Regions from separate parts of the Sus scrofa genome. Here region 1 is linked to region 2. A link is a contact called in public Hi-C data. All regions are on one chromosome and are shown on one strand. The core of a region is the stretch at or near the end of the contact, and the rest is flanking DNA. Distances in the headings are between cores, read along the strand shown. Region 1 holds the start of KIF20B (kinesin-like protein KIF20B). Region 2 overlaps SLC16A12 (monocarboxylate transporter 12).

Region 1 (7,260 bases), core at 1,382-3,881, 240 kb after region 2:
ACACAGGTTCAATCCCTCGCTGGGAACTTCCACGTAGGGAACAGGACCTGAAGCAGTTGGGATGCTGTAATGGTCTGGGCAATGAAAAGGGAAAGGAGTATTTATTTCATTTAACACAAAACAACAAACAGATACATGTGTTTATGAAGTGGATGAGTGGTGAAGGAAAAGGAGGACTCAAAAATTATTCTTTCTCATGAATAACTGGGTAGATACATGGTGGTGTCATTTACTGAGTCAGAGATCAGGGAGGAGGGGATTTTCGTTCTAGAAAGGAAAATCAAGGATCCATATTTAATATATTAATTTGGCAATCTCTCTTATACATCTAAGTGGAGAACTTAAGTGGATAATGAGATATTTGCCCCTGGTTGGAGCTCACAGGTCTGAGAAGGATAAGGAATTTAGGAGTCATAGGTATAAAGATATTTAAATCCAGAGTTCCTGTCGTGGCTCAGTGGTTAACGAATCCGATGAGGAACCATGAGGTTGCGGGTTTGATCCCTGGCCTTGCTCAGTGGATTAAGGATCTGGTGTTGCCTTGAGCTGTGGTGTAGGTTGCAGACTTGGCTTGGATCCCGCATTGCTGTGGCTCTGGCGATTAGACCCCTAGCCTGGGAACCTCCATATGCTGAGGGAGTGGCCCTAGAAAAGGCAAAAGACAAAAAAAAAAAAAAAAAAAAGGTATTTAAATCCATTGGAGTTGATGAGGTTGCCAAGAAAAAGACTGTAGAGAGAAAAATTGGTGGGGAGGGGGAAGCTCAGGGCCAAGCTCTAAGGATTCCCATAATTTAGATCTTAGGTAGAAGAGACAGAAAAGGAGGTTAGGGGGGTTAAGAGTAAACAAAGAGAGAGTAACATTTTGCTGACCTAAAAGCCAAATGAAGAGTATTTTAAGGCTGAAACATTTAACTGTGTGGAATGTTCCTGGGAGCTAGAATAAAAAAAAATCAGAGAATCCACTGGATGTTGCATCTGTCCCGCCCCTGTGCCTGGTATTATGTTCCCTATGCCTGGAGTGCTTACTCCTTTCTTTTTTTTTTTTAAACTCCGTTACAGCTGTAATTTCTCAATTATTTGTCTTTTTGTTTTTGCAATGTTTTCTCAGTTATTAGACTATAAGCTCCTTGAACGTTAGGGTCTGTTCTGCTAGCTCTCCTCCACTGTTTCACCAACTCTTAGCCTAGTGTTTGAAGCATAGCAGGTTTTCAATAAATACTTGTTGAACAATAAATAAATGTAGCATCTGGAGGGCTCAAGAGCTGAAACCAGTAACAACTAGTAAAAGCAATAAAGGCATGACAAGGCATGGAAGGAAGTACAGAGTTAGGGTTAGACTTACCTTGACATAGAGGTCCCTAAAGACTTAAGTTTCAGCCTGAACCGTAAAACAGTTTTTACTTTATCTTTTCTCCTTTCTTCCCTTTCACACCTACTTTCTCTGTTCATTTTCATTCCTGGCCCTGAATCCTCATCTTTATTCCACACTGGCTCACCTCAAATATGATTATTTTGTGGAGAAAGAAGGCAAAATGAATGAGGAGACAGTGAGAAGTTGTAGAGGATAGGGGGAGGTTATGGGAAATATAAACACAGAATAAAAGGAAGAGGAGAGTAAGCTCATCAAACTAGGTACTATTCTGCAAATGTTACCAACCAATAAGAGTCGAAAATAAAGACCACATGTGAGCGGGTGGGGCTTGAATTCATTCAGGTCGGTTTAAAATCTCAGCTCCACCATTAATAGATGTATGTCCTTGAGCAAATTAACCATATGAACCCAGTTTCCTTGCAATCTATAAAAAAGACATAATAATAATACCTACCTCACAGGTTGTTCTCAGGATCAGTAGGACAATCAATTTTAAACGCTTAGCACGGCACAAGGTAAACAATTAACGTTAGCAGTTACTTTTCTTTAAAATGAAGTACAGCAGGGAGAGACGGCCTAAATACTTCCTATATGACTGTAATAACACGCTTCAAAAGAAGAGGATCACTTTAAAAGACGCAGAGAAGATACAGTGGCACTTACATTTTGGGCAAGGCAAAGACCTTGCCTAGGCAAGGAAGATAGTCACAGTACAGCGCCTCTCAGCGGTAGCTGGTTTATATTTTCAGAAAGGCAAAAATCAAAACCAAAAAATAAAGAACGCTTATGAAAAGCTATCCTAGGAATAATCTGTTTCATCCACAAGTGCCGCTCTGGACGACAGGTAGGATCATGCAGAGGAAGTGACCCTCTGCAGCTCTCGTTCCCAGCGGCTCCCCAGATGCAGAGCCTGTTCCGGCCCGCAGGGACAAAGTAGGGTAGTGAGTAGCCCGCCATTCCTCCGCCAGTCCCTAAGGGAGTCGCGGGGCTAAGTGCAGTGGCAGCAGTCTCACCTCCGGGCCTTCGCCACGTTTTTACTTGCTCCAGGATGGACCTGGAGACTAACCGCGCAGCCAACAGAGGGTGGCACATTAGGCAGCGCACTACCCAACCCCGCGAGAGGAGCCCCGCAGGAAACCCCGCCCACTGGCCGCTCTCCCTCCGCCTCCGCCCATTGGTCGCCCAGCATTCAGAGACCCGCCCCCAGATTTGAAAGCTTCTCCCGGGAGTTGGCAGGAAGCTCATAGCGTGAGTCCTTGGCGCCTCCCTGGCGTCTTTCCCGAAGCTCCGCCTACTCCCAACATGCAGTGCGGGGTCCTGGCCGCCATTGTTTGAATTTAAAAACGAAAATAACTTAGTGCAGCTCGCAGGTCGGGCGGCAGGATTACGTTTGCAGGTGAGGGTGCGAGGAAGGCGGTTGGGGACTGCGTACAAACCAGATGAGGTGGGGAAAGGCCTCAGGCAGTGAGGTGCTCAGCACCTCAGCACCTTCCCACGGGGCTTGTGACGCCTTTGAGTTTACTCTGGAACTGGGCTGCGGAATGATGAGGACGCCTAGGGATCTTGGTGCTCATTGGAGGGTTGAGCCAATTTACTGCAGTTAAGATTTAAATTTCGTCTTCGCGGCTTATTAGCTTTAATCTCTCCGGGCCTGAATTTCATTTGTTAAAAGGGAGTAATACTAGAACCTACCGCTTCGGGCTTTCATGAGGATAAAGTGATATAGGTAAAGCTGTTAGAAACAGTGCGGGTGTGTATAGTAAGCACTATGTACTTGGAATCATTGATACTTTTCTTATCATTGCTGCTGTTATTGAGGATCAGGCCTCCATTGCCAGATATAGTGTCCCGAATCCCACAAATGAGACCGTGTCGTTTGCTCATCAAACGACACGGTCTCATTTGTGGGGCGGGAAGGGGAGTGTTGTGGTGGTCACCAGTGCAGCTATTTCTAGGCTGCTGCCGTTGCCTGGGGTTAGCCCTTGCTGGGCTTTGCTGGGCTAAGCGGAAGGGGGCGTGTGTGGCGCGTGCAATGACTGCTGTCATATATCAGTTTGAAAAGTTTCCCCCATCTCATTCTACTTTTTGATTCGTGATTCCTGCCTGGTGCAGTTCTCTAATATTCCTTGTTGAAGGACTAGTTGACAAAATTTCGTGACTCGTGACTTGTTTTTAATCCCCAGAGTAATTAAATTCAGGTTAGTTTCTGTTCTTAAAACAAGGTAGCATGTTTACTCCGAAGCTGCAAAGCAGTGTATATATACATTTTATTAGATGTGCAAGACCTGAGACTTCATCAATTAGTTGTAAAGACTTTTTTTGAGGCTATATTTTGTGGATGACATTCAGTAACTTCATTAAGTAGTAGATTTTCTTTTTCATCCGTCTTCAGCCATGAGATCCCACTAGAGAGAAGATAAAAGATGCGCTTTCTCAGTCATGGGGACGAGAAATGAGATCTTAAACCTTGCTGTTGCTAAAGATAACACCACTAAAAGAGTAGAAAGAGTAGGACCAATTTTTTTCTTTTCTATAGAGGATCTTATGTATTACTGTTTAAGCTCCTATGCAGGGAGTCTTTATCACTACATCTATCTGAATTTGTTATAGGGGATACAGAGTAGTATAAGACAAGGTCCTTGCCCTCAAGAAGTTTCTAGTCTAGTTAGTGAGGCCACTCATAAGTAAAAGTTAACTAGAAGTACAGGCAATGACAGTACATCTCAACAATTTTTTAAGTGTTAAGAGACAGTTTATTCATTGAAAACTGAGCATATGAGCAAGTACAAATTACTATACCTTTTTTGGGGGTTTCAAATTCTTTTTTCTTTTTTTTCTTTTTAGGGCTGCACCCGTGGCATATGGAAGTTCCTAGGCTAGAGGTGGAATCGGAGCTGAAGCTGCTGCCTACACCATAGCCACAGCAACGTGGGATCCCAGCCACATCTGTGACCTACACCACAGCCACAGCTCATGGCAACACCGGATCCTTAACCCACTCAGCGAGACCAGGGATTGAACCTGTGTCCTCATGGATGCCAGTCAGATTTGTTTCCACTGAGCCACAAAGGGAACTCCTCAATTCCTTTGTAACTTAGTAATTTCATAAAAGATTTATCAGCGTTTTCTTTTTTTTAACCAAAAATTAATTGAAGGCAAAGAATGAAGCTTACTTTCCAGTTTCCTGGGCGTTTCCATGAAATTAGAGTTATGAAATGTCAAGGCAGTACTTTCATTTTTTTTTTTTTTAGCTTTTAAAAGAGTTTTATTAGGCTATAGGAGATGCATGCTGGAATATTCAGTATCCTCTATAAACTGTAAATTGAGGCAATGTTAATGTTTTTCTTTTACTTGCAGACCAGAGTTCTCTTGCTATTTTTTTTCTTTAGTACTTTCATGTTTTTGCAAACTTTTCCCCCGTGTTCTAGGTCAGTGGTTATTTTTTATTCTATAATATACCTTTTTTTTTTTCTTTTCACCCATAAATTGCATGTTTGAACTATTGTGTCAAACTGAATTAAATAATTTTCTCATTTTAATAACATCACCGAAACAGTTAAAATGAAAGCAAGGATGTTAGAGTTGTTTAATTGTATGGTTGGTTGATCCTGTAGTTTGCTGTTTTTTTTTTTTTTAAAGTAAATGTATAATTCCTTAAGCCTTTTTGCAATTTAAGAAAAACAGAAAAACAAAAACAGCCATGTTGTATTGAGTTTGGGGGGGTTTCAGGGCTGATCAAGGAAAAAGATACCACCACAAGGTGGCAGTAATACACAAGGAGCTTTCCAGGGGTAGCGCTTTGACAGGATTGCATGCTCGGGAAGTTGCCTGCATCTTGAGACCTTCAAGAGACTATAGTGAAGGGCTGGCACCCGGAAGGGGAAGAGGGCAAGGGATTAGGAGAGGAGCTGGACAATGAGACAGAGAGCCGTGTCCCTGTGATGTTGCTCAGTAGTGAGTCCCTTTGTCGGAGAACTCCAAAGGGCAGCAGTGGCTTGGGGTCTTTATAGTCGTGGATTTTATCTGTGGCTAGCAGATGGTGGGCGCAGTTTAATGGGATGTATAAGCCAGTTGGGTTCTAAATGACTAAAAATAAACTATATGTAAAGCAAATGGTTGTGTAAAAATTTGAGTTTGACATCTCAGTGGATTTTTGAACTAATGCTCCCAGTCTGCTGTGAAGAAGCAAACAAACTAGGGCCAGTATACATCTTTGGCTCATTTACTTAATGCCTGTGGATGCCTATTACTAATGACCTCATTGAGCCAGGAACCTAAGTTGGCAGTCACTGTATTTCATAGTATTCAAAGAATAGGGTGCTTCCTCCATTTCTCCCTGGTGTTGTGCACCTGGTAGATTCTAAGTAAATATCTGAATGCTGGTATTTTGTTAGTGAAGGTTATGCCTAAGTTTAAATTTAGTGACCTGATGTTTTAGCTGTAATAGTTTACTGATGATTATTCCATGTTCACCTTAAGACCTGTGATGTATCAGGTACCGTTTTAAATATGTTCACATATGTTATTTGACTTTTTACTTGGATTATTTGGAAGGATTCAATTGAAAGTAATTGTCCAGATAACTGAATTCAACTCCCAAATGCTAAATAAAGCATTACAAAGTCTATAACATTCTTCAGAAGATGCTAAATAACTAAAATAACAAGGTTATCATTTATTCCAGCCTCATTATTTTCTTTCTGAGAGGATTTCAGGCAGAGACTGAGTGTTTTATATTGTCTTACTTTATAGATTACCTTTAGTCATGAAATCTCTTCTGTTGAATCTACCCATAGGTTGGATCATATAAATAGTAGTGGTAGACTGTGTCCAATATTATTTGATTTAGAATCTGTAAATCATTTGGTCTTTTGTCTTTTCCATGGGTCATCATGTATAGGTGAAATAGTCTAATGTTTTCCTTTTGGAAATCTGGTATTTGGGTAGAAGTAGCAGGCTGAACTATGGACGGCTTATATGCTAAATTAGTAAGGTAAATTACTGTTATTTTTGCAGAATGGAATCTAATTTAAATCAAGATGGGATGCCTAGACCATCCTATGTTTTCAGTGCTGACCCAATTGCAAGGCCTTCAGAAATAAATTTTGATGGTGTTAAGCTTGACCTCTCTCGTGAGTTTTCCTTAGTCGCTTCAAGCACTGAGGTAAGTACAAGAAAAGTATTATGCTGATTATCATGATGTAACAGTTCCTTTTCAAATAGTAGGTACAAAATAATAACTATTTATGCCCTTACCTAGTAGCCATTTGGGAAAAACAAAACAAAACAAATCTAACTTAAATGAAAAAAAATTTTTTAAATTTCATTCCTCAATAACAGTGGTTATTTACTAATGGGCTGTATAAGTGCCTTTAGCGTGCTACACATCTTCTTAAGATTTGGAATCAAATTAGACACTGCTGCCCTCATTTCCTGTTCTTCATTGTGTTGGGTTATACTTGCTTTTTATCACAACAACCATTGGAAAAATCTAGATTCACTAAGATATAACATCAAAAGACATAGTGTGATCTAATGTTGAAACTATACTTGTTTAATAGTTGATGGTGTTCAACATATGTCAGGTACTGCTGTGGTTCCCTCAAAAATGTCAAATATTCCACTATGCCCCTAGGAATTGCAGGCCTTTGTTTAAAAAATAATGCAGATTTGAAAGAATTAACTTAGTAGGGTTTAAGAAGTAAAAGCCCTTCTACCACCCTACCCACTCTATGTGCTGTGTTGTCTCTATAGGCTTTTTTTACACGTATAACTTTCAATGCATTTATAGTCTGTTTATCACAGATTAAATTGTTAATTTTAATGCCTCAGAGAAATGAACTAACCCATTTTATAAAGAATGATGCATGGAAACAGGGGAGTATAGG
Region 2 (6,850 bases), core at 2,114-4,613:
CTGTCTCACCAAAACAAACAACAACAAACATAAAAAACAAACACCAAAAATGAAAACCACTTACAGGTGATTTGTATAGAAAAACCTTTTATTGATAAGGCTTCAGGAGAGAAGAATCTATAACTTAAAATTTGGAGTTCCTGCTGTAGCACAGCGTGGTCAGTGGTGGTGTTTCTGGAGCACTGGGACACAGGTTCAATCCCCAGCCCCACATAGTGGGTAAGGATCCAGCGTTGTCATAGCTGCGGCGTAGGTCACAACTGTGGGTGGGATCTAGTCTCTGGTCCAGGAACTCCATATGCTGCAGGTGGCCAAAAAAGAAAAAAATTAATCCTAAATAATCACTTATTTTTTAAAGAGAGAGGGAGAAAGTCTAGAAGGAATGAGGGAGAGGTGATGAGGAGAGAGAAAGAAAGAGAAAAAAAGAGAGAGATTGAGGTAAATAGAGAAAAAAAGAAAAGGAGGAAATACCCTCAACCGTTTATTGATATTCCTTCCTCTTGCCATGATTTTGGGCCTTATTTCCTTCCCTACCTCTACTCTTCTGAAATTAAGAACCAATTCTACCAAGGTTTTTTTTTGTTTGTTTGCTTTCTTGTATTTGTATTTTTGCTTTTTATGGCTTCACTTTTGGCATATGGAAGTTTCCAGGCTAGGGGTCGAATCTGAGCTGCAGCTGCCGGCCTATGCCACAGCCACAGCAGGGCCAGATCCAAGCTGTGTCTGCAATCTATACCACAGCTCACCGCAATGCTAGATCCTTAACCTGGTGAGCAAGGCCAGGGATCAAACCCACATCCTCATGGATACTACTCAGGTACTTAGCCCACTGAGCCACAATAGGGACTTCTACCGTTTTCTTTTTCTTTTTTTTTTTTCCCATGCTCTTTAAACAGAGTAATTTAGTTCTCTTTTATCCTCACATACAGCTACAGTCTCAGTTACACATAGCCAAATTCATCAAGTTGCTTAGTTCAACAAAAGAGCCTTTCGTTTTAACAAGATACACTCTCCTTTGAAGGCAATTGTTACAAATAAATACCGCCTCACAATTTTATAGGAATTACACATTTAAAGTAAATCCAATTGCTAAATCTGTCATAATTTTTATTCAGTATAATAAGCATGATGTTTTAAGTCTCCAAATTACACAGAATGCATTCATTCCTCTATATCATTTGGTTTCAACACTTCTGAAAACCTGACTTTTGATATGTGTTTGAGATTTTGTCTCACATGTTTAAGTTAATCCTTTCTCAACCCATAGCAAAGCAACTAACACATTAGAGGGGGACCAAGAATAGGACCCAGGACGGCAATCTAGGTTCCCAAGGAAAAGCAGAGAGCTCAAAAATCTTTTTTTCATGTTAAATTTTACCTATGGCTATTCCTAGTCAAGTCAATTAAAATAATCATTTATTTTGATGGCCTAGGTCACAGAGAAGTGACCTAGGCCATCAAAATACTGAAAAAATACAACACAGCATCTTTATCCCTGCATCTTTATTTTACTTGCAAGAGGAAGAAGATAACTGTGGGATGGGTAATGACTAGGAATTGGGGGAGAGAAAAGAAGGAAATGACAAACTTTAATGTTTGGTCTAAAGCTGGCCTTGCTCAACTAAACTGGAATTAGAGGCATCACCAACTTTTGGGAGTTAGTCTCACTAGTTCCAGCAGATGGCAATGTTGCCTAACATACAGTTCAAAAAAAAGCAAGAAAAAAAAACCAAACCCCCAACTTTCCTGAATCTCTGAACCCTTTAAGAAGAGAAAACTTACAAATGATTCCTTTTTAGAGTTAAGAGATAATTTTTTTGTCTTTTTAGGGCCACACCTGCGGCATATCGAAGTTCCCAGGCTAGGGGTTGAATTAGAGCTGCAGGTGCTGGCCTATGCCACAGCAAAGCAGGATCCAAGCTGTGTCTGCCACTTACACCACAGCTCACAGCAACACAGGATCCTTAACCCACTGAGTGAGGCCAGGGATAGAACCCACATCCTCATGGATCCTACTCGGGTTCATAACCCACTGAGCCATAATAGGAACTCCAAGTTGAGAGATAATTATTAAAGTATAACCCAATGCCTTAAAAAATCCCTGTTTTTATTTAAGAGAAGCCAAACACAAACCCAAGTCCCAGCAGTCCCAAAAGTCCCAGACACCCTCTGCATGCCCTAGCCAGAACAATTATTAGGGTCAGCCTGTGTCTGGTTTGGCATCAGCCTTAAGTATCTGCTGGAATCCCAGGTCGCCACATAAAACATCTGCCCCACAGCCTTCTCCCTTACTCCCGGGCATCTTCCCCTGAAAAAAGTAGAGGCTGATCCCAACCCCTTCAAATCCATACCTGGGTTCCTGGGAACCATCTCACACATTTCTCCAGTCCATCATGAATTCTTCCTCTCCTAACCCCCAGAGGCTGCAGTGCCCTTAGCCTCGAGTCAGCATTTAAAAACAGCCTGGGATTGTTCCCATCTGTGTTAGTTTCAATTTACCAATTAGGCAGTACACTTGAGATCCTGGTATGCGTATTCTGAATTTCCCACCATATATAACGTGGCACCAGATTACAAGGTGGTGCTAGATAAAAAGTTATTGGTTGATTAACTCCTCTCACCAACTCTTAAAAATGTCTGCCAGCATGTGGCGTGATTTTCAGTAATGCCCTATGAGGCCTGCCACAGGTCTGGGCTAGACTCTAGATAGGGACTTCTGCTCCTAGCCAAACCCTGGCACAGGATTTTGGTGTAAAGTAAAAAAAAAAAAAAAAAAAAAAAAAAAAAAAAGCAGCTTGTGTGGTCCCTGTAACCAAAACCCCATCTTTTCACACATGAGGCTCACGTGCTCCACATTTTCTGAATTTTCCAGAGCTCCCTTGCATGGGCAGTGTCTCAGGCCTGGGCCTCCCACTCAATCTGAGCACAAGAGAGCTATTTAACTAAGCCTATCTGAGTTCGACACAGTTGTATCATTTTTTATTCAGGCCTCAGTCAAAAGTTTTGATTAATTAATATATTTCTACCAACTCTTTGCCACCTGTATTCTCTTTCCCAAACCTGCCCTGTGATACTCAGTACTCTGGAGCTCCAGCTTCTTATGGAACACTCCTCATAAATAACTTAAATTGTGACCCATTTAAGCTGAATTTGGGAATATCTAACATACTCTATGCATGCTGGGTTCAAGAGCAATTTCAAGCAAATCTGACCTCAGTCAGCCCCATTCTTGCTGCATTACAGTTCTCCTTAGCAGTTTCTGCGGTCATTCTTTTCATTTGTTCATTTGTTTGTCTTCATTCTTTCATTCTCCACATATTTATTGAGTGAATACCTATCAGGCACCGGACTCAGTGGTCAGTCAGAACGATCCCTATCCTCAGAAAGCTTGTGGTTTGGGGGGAAGAGATGACATTTAAAAATAAACACATAAATGAACATGTAATATGTAAAATATGTTCTTTGAAGGAAAAGATAAGGGTGGCTATGGGAACGAGTCAAGAAGGTGGTGATGATGGGGCAGGTCATTTAGCTAGAGGCAATGGTTAAGGATGGACTCTCCAGGGAAGTGACATTTAAACTGTGGTCCAAAAGATGAAGGGTTGTCCAAGGGATCAACATATGCAAAATGACCTGGCAAATGGATAGAGCAGGACCTTTTAATGTCAATACAAATCTTAAGTGGGGCATGCATTAACTTCTCAGAAACAGAGTGCCTTGTACTTAATTTTAGGCCAACCCTAGATCCCAGACCCCTCAAAGAGGCCACTGACATTTAAATAATTAAGAGTAATGATGAGTAATAGTGATCACTCTCTTCCAGAATTCAGCAGCACTTCTCACATATTTGGCATCTCCTTAAACTTCAGGTAGAGAGATCACAAGGGGGGCTGGGAGAGAAGAAGGCAGAGTTTTAGCTTGCAGTGCCAACACCGGAGGAAGCTCACAGCAAGAAAGGGTCCCCTTTGAGCAGTTCCAAACACAGTTATAAACTCATTTTATTATGCTTTTGAAATAAGAAAATATTATCATAAATATCTGCTCTATTAGTGAAATCACAATCTGAAAAAAAGGCCAAATGGTACAGTGGATCTACGGAAGTTACCTATTTCTTTTGCTTTTCTACTCAATTTCAAAATAGAGCTTGCAGTGATACAAAGAAAAATTTAAGATGCAGAATCATCCCACCACAATTTTGCTCTTGATTCCACAAAACACATCATTCCCAGGAATCTCTGCATTTTGAAATAAACAGTATAGGCACCTGGAAGTTAACAGTAAAATTCCATTTAGATAGCAAGGGTAATCTCCAAGATCTACATTTTCCTTACTGGTTTTTGAAAAATGCCGCTCCCCAAAGAAAAGTAAAATACAAAGGTATGCATGTATAAAGTCAGAATATCCCAAATATTTTATACAAATTTTTAAAAGCTCTGATCTCTCTGCTCATTTTTCATGAATACTTATAATACTTTAAAGAAATCACATTGCGGAACCAGATAAAATTTTACTATGATCATCACTAGGAAAAAAAAATGTAGAAGAATAGCTGTATTTCTATTTCAAAAAATATTTAGGTTTGAAGATTCAAGAAGTGACATTTACTGTAAAGTGCTATTCCCAAAACATATAACTTCATTTTAACTTTGGCTTTATACAGATTTTCTCAAACATTGTTTTTAAATTGCAAATGACAAAGTAAGTGGTTTCACACTAAATTCTCAAAAGAAGTATAAAGATAACAGGAAACATTCAAATTTCTTTTTTTTGGAAAACACCTATGAAATATTAGTTTTCTGCCACCAAATTAAGTTAGCATTTCATTCCGAAAACAATGCATTAATATGTAACTTTTTGAAATAATCCAGTTTTAGGCCAAGACTCTTGCTGAACTTGCCGAGTCAAGCCAGCATCTTCCCCATAGCTGCGTTTTTCCTCTCGGGACCCCTGGCAGGGCATTTGTGAGGACTCCCCTGGCTTTTCAGAGTCAAAAATACTTCCTTGAGGTTCAGATTTAAATTTTTGAACAATTAAAATCCCCTTTAGGAGTTCCTGTGGTGGCATAGCAGAAACAATCCGACTAGTAATGCATGAGGAGGTGGGTTCGATCCCTGGCCTCACTCAGTGGGTTAAGGATCTGGTGCTGCCATGAGCTGTGGTGTAGGTAGCAGACGTGGCTTGGATCCTCCATTGCTCTGGCTGTGGTGTAGGCTGGCAGCTGCAGCTCCAATTTGACCCCTACCCTGGGAACCTCCATATGCCGTGGGTACAGCCCTAAAAGGAAATCCCCTTTCAACTGTATGACTTGTCCCTATTTACAAGTTCAACATGACTTGGGATTCAGTGTTATAATTTAGAGGATTTTAAATGGTTGGAGACAGGCAGGGGACCAAGACTTTCTCTTCTCCCCAAGCCCTCCCTCTTCAATCTGAAGACTTTATCCCTAACCACAGGAAAGTGGAGTACTTCGGAATGAGTAAACTATTCCAATCCAATGAGTTAGGGTATGTATGTGGAAGAGCTCTATAAACTGTGGAACATCCTTCCACTAACAGTCTTAACTTTGTCCTTCCTCTCGCTGATCACAGCTGTAATTTGTGAAAGTGTTATGATGCTGGGGTTAACCCCTGAGCCTCCTCATTCAGCTGAAAAGGTCCAAGTTTCTAAGGATTATCTGTAGAGTGATAAGGAGCAATGGACATTGGAACGAATATCAGCCTAGGGAGAAAGGAATCTCGCCTTCAGAATCTCTCTAGAATAATATTTTTCAGGCAAAACTCCTAAGTCCTCTTTTGGGTAATGATGAACCCAAATGATCTGAAAAGAAAACTCTCACCAGAGACCCGCTGATTCAAGAATTCAATTCCTGCCCAGTTGGAATGCTGCCAACATTTTCCCATTCCTAACAAGAATTGTCTAAAGTTTAAAGAAATCCTTTATTTCTAAAAGGAAAAAAAAAGGGGAAGTAGGAGTTCCCGTCGTGGCGCAGTGGTTAACGAATCCGACTAGGAACCATGAGGTTGCGGGTTCGGTCCCTGCCCTTGCTCAGTGGGTTAACAATCCAGCGTTGCCGTGAGCTGTAGGTTGCAGACGCGGCTCGGATCCCGCGTTGCTGTGGCTCTGGCGTAGGCCAGTGGCTACAGCTCCGATTTGACCCCTAGCCTGGGAACCTCCATATGCTGCGGGAGCGGCCCAAAGAAATAGCAAAAAGACAAAAAAAAAAGAAAAATGGGGAAGTGTTAGTGTTAACATTACTGATAAGATTTAGAAATTGCCCTTGTGTCTTGGTGTGTTCTGCTAAATTTCGAGTCAGTATTATATGTGATAGCCTCAGAGGTGGACGCCTGGTCAGGTGGAAGTGCCTCAGTCTTAGGAAAAGAGATTTTGGTGGTGGTGGAAAGCCAGGATGCCAAACCTTTCTTCTAGTGAAGTTTTTCATTAGGATTTTAAACAGGGTTATTGAAGAATACTTTAGATTCTTCAAAAGGCAATGATTAATACAGGACCCCCTTCTCCAAACAGCATTAAAAAAAACCCTACATGTCAGTGTTTCTCTTTATCTTCTAAGTGAGGAAGGAAGATGGAGGGGAACAGAGTTTGAGACAAAGCTGCTCCCTGTGTCATTTGTTTGAATCATACCTTGAAATTACCCCTATTTACAGCTAATTATATCAGCCTTGTCCTAACAACATTCTCCAAGGTGTGCTGCTCATTGCCCAAAAGATCTTAGTTCAATTATGAGTACAAATCCCAAATGAGGAAATTCTGAGCCAATCCAGCTTGTTTTGTTATTTGCTATTTTCCCCTAGAAACATATTAATAATACAATAAATTTCCTTGGAGGGCAATG

What was found. A called contact is a pair of places that touch in the nucleus more often than the background predicts.
Region 1: a Hi-C map of embryonic fibroblasts shows a contact between it and region 2, with 4 times the contacts expected there. The contact joins the promoter of KIF20B here to the enhancer-like site in region 2. A contact is called at or near these places in 11 of 47 Hi-C or Micro-C datasets (alveolar macrophages, brain, embryonic fibroblasts and 6 more) and 1 of 2 datasets of contacts at active chromatin or transcription factors (skeletal muscle).

What each region holds. Positions count from the first base shown.
Region 1 is chr14:101,510,054-101,517,313 of Sscrofa11.1, forward strand. It overlaps KIF20B (kinesin-like protein KIF20B), which reads left to right and starts at 2,632. Exons shown (of 32, transcript XM_021072622.1): 1 at 2,632-2,768; 2 at 6,389-6,536. The coding sequence starts at 6,390. It overlaps PANK1 (pantothenate kinase 1), which reads right to left and starts at 2,445. Exons shown (of 10, transcript XM_013983537.2): 1 at 2,386-2,445; 2 at 2,036-2,104.
Region 2 is chr14:101,270,013-101,276,862 of Sscrofa11.1, forward strand. SLC16A12 (monocarboxylate transporter 12) reads right to left here. Exons shown (of 7, transcript XM_013983535.2): 7 at 3,980-6,850. Among named protein-coding and RNA genes, the nearest start is that of IFIT1, 36 kb to the left of the region's middle. Within about 2 kb of position 3,364, at least 9 of the 83 cell types and tissues checked have an H3K27ac peak or open chromatin away from gene starts, as enhancers often do. A contact at or near this core is called in embryonic fibroblasts, where this site is marked.